Linked DNA regions of Triticum aestivum: region 2 is linked to region 1. The links are chromatin contacts, called in public Hi-C maps. All regions are on one chromosome and are shown on one strand. The core of a region is the stretch at or near the end of the contact, and the rest is flanking DNA. Distances in the headings are between cores, read along the strand shown.

Region 1 (3,138 bases), core at 374-2,873:
CATGTCGAATGTCTTGTGAACACATACAAATAGCTAGATCAGATGCGTGTCAAGAAGCTGAGATTCAAAATCCCAACTGCCAAATCAGCACATCAAAAGAGTAATCAACAGAAAATCAAGCAAATAAGATGAGATGTGATCAAACCACATTAATACAACAAAACAATTCTAGCAAATTCAGTCTGCAGTTTGTTTCAATAAACATATTGTTGTCAATGCTATGGAAGTGAAGCGGAGGCATAGGAACTACTACACTTAGTTCCAGTTGTGCATGTGGCACCAGGTGTTTGAGACAAAGCCAGCAAGAGCAATTGTGGTAACATAATTACTACAGCAACCACACATCTCCCATTTGGTGCAGGCATCAATATCCAACTTGGTAAATGAGTAGCCACTTCTTCAATGTGGAGATCAGTTTTGTACTAGCAACAAACAGCCAAGCAGGCGACAAAACACCTACCAAAATCCAGTCATCTCTACATATATACAGGCATACAGCAGCCAGACAGAATGGACTCCCCAGTGACTCAAAATTCCTCTCCCCTCTTCTTGCATCACTGTCGACGGTGCACACTGGGCTGAAATGGAACGCTAGTAGCAAAAAAATCCACACAACATCCAACAGACAAAACTTGCTAGCATGCCTTGGCTAGTGACGAGAATGCCAGGGCAAAGCAGCCTGATCTCCTACCCATGCATCCCGCGGAGCATCTTTTGGTGGACAGCGCAATGAAAATGTTGGATGCGGCCCACCCATCTATAGGCACTATTTTAAGTTTCTTCTGGGGTAGTGTGCCAGATCTCAAAAGTTTAGATGATAGAATTATGGATAACATTGATCCTTTATTAGACTAGCCAGTAGGATACATATGTAGTACTACGAAATAGAATGAACAGAATTACTCCTTCACAAACAAACAAACAAAAGCATGGGATGAAGCAAAGCGAGACAACTGGCGCAGCGCTGCTACCCACCGCTACCCTCGTCGCCGGACAAGGGCGAACACTGAGCATGCCCGCGGGCGAACCGAGCCGCGCGCGAACGCCGTACTACGGCCGTTCCCCTCTGCCCGTCCAGTCCTCCTCCTCCTCCTTAAATTCGACGCGGCGGGCTCGCATGGGCCCACCGCTCCCCTCCCTCCCCCCATGCCCCGAAGCACCGCCGCTACTACTACTACCACCTCTGCAGCGCTGAATCGAACAGCGAGCGCGGCAGCGGAACCAATCCATCCAAGCGCGGGCGAGCAGCGCGCGGATCTCGCGCAAGGAGAGCCCGCCCACACGACGCGCGCACGATTGGGAGGAAGCAGAAGCCGAAGCAGGGGGAAGTGGGAGAGGTCGACGGATCCGTACCTGGCGAGATCTCGAAAAGGGGACGAGACGAGACGAGACGAAAAGCTGCCGGGATCTGCCTGCCACCCACCACCACCACCACCGCTCCCTCTCGCCACTAGTTTATCCTCTTCCTCCTCCCCCTCGGCGGAATTATTCTCTTTATTTTATTCTCTCTTCCTCCCTCGCGGATGAGAACCAGAGGTAGGACCCGTCGGAAGGCGGCGACGTGGCGCGTCCCCGTGAACTCTTCAAGGCCCGCGCCGCGCGGTGTGCTGTGGCCTGTGGTTTCGCTCGCTGACGGTCACGGTGAGGCGGGGGGGAATCAACCGACGGGAGGGGAGTAGAGTCGGGAGCGTTATCCGTTCCGCGTGTCGCGTGCCGGTGGGCCCGGGGGAAACAACGGCCGTTTCGCGCTCGGCAGGAATAACCGTCGGCGGAAGCGGAACGGACCGAATCCCCGCCCCCGGGATGCGCATCTCTTTTTCTTCTTCTCGAGAGTCCGAGAGAGTGAAATGCGGTGCGCGTCTGTGGAGTGAAAAACCAGCGGTACGGACCAGCCCACCGTGTACGCCCATTCGTCCATGTCCGACGCCCCACGGGCGGCTTGCCCGCTAAGGGCTCCTTTGATTCAAAAGAATTCTATAGGATTTCTGGAGGATTGAAATCCTTAAGAATTTTTCCTATGTTGGTTCTTTGATTCATAGGATTGGATCCCATAGGAATTTTTCCTATGGAATCTTTTGTACTACATTTCATAGAAAATCTAACATCCACTCCAACCTCTTACAATTCCTTTGCTTTTTCTGTGTCATCAAACACTCCATGCTAATCCTGTAGGATTCATGTGTGCATGCCACTCCAACCCTATACTTTTCCTATTCCTACGATTTGAAAATCCTGCGAATCAAAGAGGGCCTAAAACTGTGAACCCTCGTGCCAATTTTTCATGGACGTGGCTAGCTGGCGCACGGGCACCCGATCGCAGCACTGAACGCTCTTCCAGAAAAGAAAGGAGCGGCCCACACGCGAGACCAGACAGCCGAAAAAGGAAAGAAGCCTCCCGTGCGCGAAATCGACGTATCCAAGCCCGTGCGAATCATGGGTGGATCGCGCGTGCACCCCGATCACACCTGGTCCCCGCTTCGTCGCACCTGTCGTCGCCCAAGCTTCGGTCCCCCACCCCCGCCCATGCTCCCTTGCGGACACCTCACGCAACCCCCTCCTCCCTTTTCCTTGAAGGACAAGCCCACGCAAGGGTCCCTTCTTCCTCCTTGCTTCTCCTTTCTTCATGTAAACAAGATCTGCCCCATCAATGACGTCTTGAAGAACAAAGTCAACGCAGGAACACCTCCTTCCTCCTCCTAACTCCAAAAATCAGATATGGAGAGAAAAAACGAGACCTACCTCCCCCCCCCCCCAAAAAAGGTAAGCACCACCTCCACCCGACTCCTCTCTCTCCCCTACTCAACCACCCCAGCCCTTTCCTGCTTGAACATCAACTAGTCCAGTTTTTAGTTTGTTCTTTTGATCTAGTGAAAAAGCAACTTGTAGACCGCTTTGAGCCAACACTATGTATGGCATGCATCTTGAGCAACTGTTACGATACAAAAAAGCTACACCAGTACAAAAATGAGAGAATTCCTTATTTGGCCCTTTCTTAAAATTTGGTTCCCTATTTGGTCCAAATAAGAATTTCTTCCCTATTTAACAGCAAAAGTAACTTTTGTTCCTTATATGACACTTTCGTCCATTTTAGACGCTAACGGTGTTAAGTGTGAGGTGAAAAGACCATGGTGCCCCTGT
Region 2 (3,138 bases), core at 324-2,823, 780 kb after region 1:
GTTTCTTACATAATAAGAAAAAAAGGGTTTCCCGTAAAAAGAATCCTCATGCACGGGCCACCCATTCCCACCCACCGACATGTGGGACATGGCCGCTTTGGCATGCCATGTAGGTAGAACATACATGCGGAGACATACATAGGCACTGTATTTGCACCATATGACAAATTATAGCATCAATTTTGTGTATTTTACGATTCTAGACATCAAACTGACTGCACAAGACAAGTTAAGACACCACTAATGTATTTAACTCTATAAATAAATACAATCAGTCATCAGTTATGGCTGGTCCTATTGCTGTCCTGTTGGAAAAAAGAGCGTTGTTTCCGATGACAGTACTGCTACTCGTGGCCAAATTCACTGTTTTGACCCTTTTTCGTTAGTTTAGCAAGATCTGACCCTATCTGCAAAAGTTTTTTGGATCTAACCCTTTTCCTACCGCCATTGTCTATGGCGGTAGGGTAACACACCCTACCGCCAAGGCCTTTGGCGGTAGGACTTACCTGCACCGTCGCTTTCATTTTTTGCAGAAAGGACCCTACCGCCGCAGTCGATGGCGGTAGGACGTGTAACCCTACCGCCATAGCCTATGGCGGTGGGGACCTTTTTGTAAAAAATGAATCTTTTATTGCATGCGTGCCCTTATTATAATTACATGCATGTCCCTACCGTCAAGGACCATGGCGGTAGGGTCCTTTTCACATCGAACGGGCGTGACGGTGTAAGTAAGTCCTACCGCCAAAGGCCTTGGCGGTAGGGTGTGTTACCCTACCGCCATAGACAATGGCGGTAGGAAAAGGATCAGATCCGATTTTTTTTTGCACATAGGGTCAAATCGTGCTTAAGTTAAGGAAAAGGGTCAAAACAGTGAATTTGGCCGCTACTCGTATGGCTGTGACTCTCAGCAACCTTGGAGAGAAGGGAAATACGGAGGAAATGAAAAGGTCCTGATTCCTGAACCTGCATATATTACGAGCGCGTACGTGCGGTGGCCAGCAGCACCCCACGGCAAGACGCGCCGCGCATTTTAGTACTGCGCACGTCGCGGCACGAACGAACCCATGGAGAAGGAGTCCGTCCGCCCGGGCCCCGCGGCGACGGGGTCGGGTCGGCCAAGGGACGGAAATGCACCACCTACACGCTTAATTACCTGATTTGGTGGTCGTTGCCGCGGCGCTCAGCTGGCCTAGCCGACCCCGTGACCACCCACACCCACACGCACTGCTTGTCCGCAATGATTTTTGTCTACATGCATGCAGGTGGCAATACGAGCAGCCGAGTCGAACAGTGCCTCCGTGACTCGCCGAGTAGATCCATAGATAGATCCCGTGCCGTACAAGCGGGTGAATGCGGCCCGCCGGATCACCTCCATCCATTGCCAGTTCCGTTATTTATTTACTTCCAGCGCCTTGTCACGTGAGCGAACAGCGGGAGCCTTTTTCTTTCGGAGCAAAAAACAGCTCGAGGCTTTTTTTGAGAGAGGAAAAGAGACGTGATAAAATGTGAAAAAGCAAAAGGGTCAAAGAGCTTCGCATCGCACTGTTGCTCTCCCCCGCTCTTTATTACCGCCGGGGTCCGCTGCTTGCCGTTGATCGGACGGCCGTCGCGGCCGCGGCGGACGGTTTCGGGCCGTCCGATCCTCCAGCGCGGCCAGATCCGGCGTTTCCAGCCTCGTCTCCCTCCTCCTTCCGCGGTTCAACTGTACCACCACGTCTCCTCCACTCCGCTGCAGCTCCGTTCACACCCGCTCCGCTCCTGAACTCCCCGCCAGATTCTCCGGCCAGGGGACGCCCGCCGCTCCTCCGGCCACGGCCAGTCGCGAGGAACAGCAATGCGGCTCCTCCTCCTCCTGCTCCCGCTCCTCGCCGCCGCGGCTGCCGGCGCCGCCCGCGACTCCGACGACCCCTTTCTCTCCGGCGGTAAGCACTTTCAATTAAGCTCGAATCGAGCTCCTATACAACACCCGCGTGCACCGCACTGAAGCGCTCTCTCTCTGTCCGTGCAGCGCAGGCGAACCACAGCTACAACATCGACTGCGGCGGCGCGGCGGACTTCACCTCCGCCTTCGGCCGCCGCTGGCTGGCGGACCGCTTCTTCTCGGCGGGGGGCAACGCGGGGATGGTCGCCGAGCCGCACCGCTTCCCGCAGCCGCAGGAGCGCACGCTGCGCTTCTTCCCGCCCTCCTCCGCCGGCAAGTCCTCCTGCTACTCCCTCCCGCTCGCCCCCGGCCGCTACTACCTCCGCGTCTTCTCCGTCTACGACAACTACAACTCCAAGCTCCGCTCCCCGTCCTTCGACGTCTCCGCCGCCGCCACGCTCGTGCTCTCCTTCCGCTCCCCGTGGCCCGAGACCGCCGCGCGCTACGGGGCCTACTCCGACCTCATCTTCCCCTCCGACTCCTCCTCCGACTCCGACGCCACCGACGTCTGCTTCTACTCGCTCTCCACCGACGCCCCCGTCGTCGCCTCCATCGAGGTCGCCCCCGTCCACCCGCTCGCCTACGACGGCGCCACCACCGGCGCCGACGTCGTCCTCGTCAACTACGGCCGCCTCACCTGCGGGAACGGCCTCTTCGGCCCGGGCTTCACCAACGACTCCGACGCCTTCTCCAGGGTCTGGCAGGCCGGCACAGATTTCCGGAACAACGACCTCACCTACGACGCCATCACTGCCGGAGGGAGGAAGATTTTCGGCAGCAACCAGCCGCCCAATTACTTCCCCACCAAGATGTACAGGTCGGCGGTGACCACGGGCGGGGACGCCTCCAACGAGATCGAGTACCTGATGCCGGTGGACACGAGGATGTCCTACATGGTCTGGCTGCATTTCGCCGAGATCGACGCCGGGGTCAGGGCCCCTGGCCAGAGGGTGTTCGACGTAATGCTTGCCGGCAGGAATGTGACCAGGATCGACATCTTCAAGCAGGTCGGAGGGTTCACGGCCTTCAAGTGGACATACATTGTGGAGAACCTGACCAGCTCCACCATGAGCGTCAGGCTTGTGCCGGTGGTGGGGCGGCCGATTCTGTGCGGGCTCGAGAATTACGCAATGGTGCCCCTTGAGACGAGGACGGTGCCGCACCAAGGTAATCGTTTGAAGATCTTCCTTTCTTGGGACAGGCTAATTGGATACTCC

The links. Hi-C and Micro-C count contacts between places; a contact is called where the count stands out from the background.
Region 2: a contact with region 1 is called in a Hi-C map of leaf, with 6 times the contacts expected there. The contact joins the promoter of LOC123068484 here to the promoter of LOC123068481 in region 1. A contact is called at or near these places in 1 of 5 Hi-C or Micro-C datasets (leaf) and 1 of 1 datasets of contacts at active chromatin or transcription factors (leaf).

Annotation. Positions count from the first base shown.
Region 1 is chr3B:45,949,020-45,952,157 of IWGSC CS RefSeq v2.1, forward strand. LOC123068481 (repressor of RNA polymerase III transcription MAF1 homolog) reads right to left here and starts at 1,624. Exons shown (of 11, transcript XM_044491064.1): 1 at 1,354-1,624; 2 at 1-57. The coding sequence starts at 3.
Region 2 is chr3B:46,724,822-46,727,959 of IWGSC CS RefSeq v2.1, forward strand. It overlaps LOC123068484 (receptor-like protein 4), which reads left to right and starts at 1,574. Exons shown (of 9, transcript XM_044491068.1): 1 at 1,574-1,922; 2 at 2,009-3,088. The coding sequence starts at 1,835.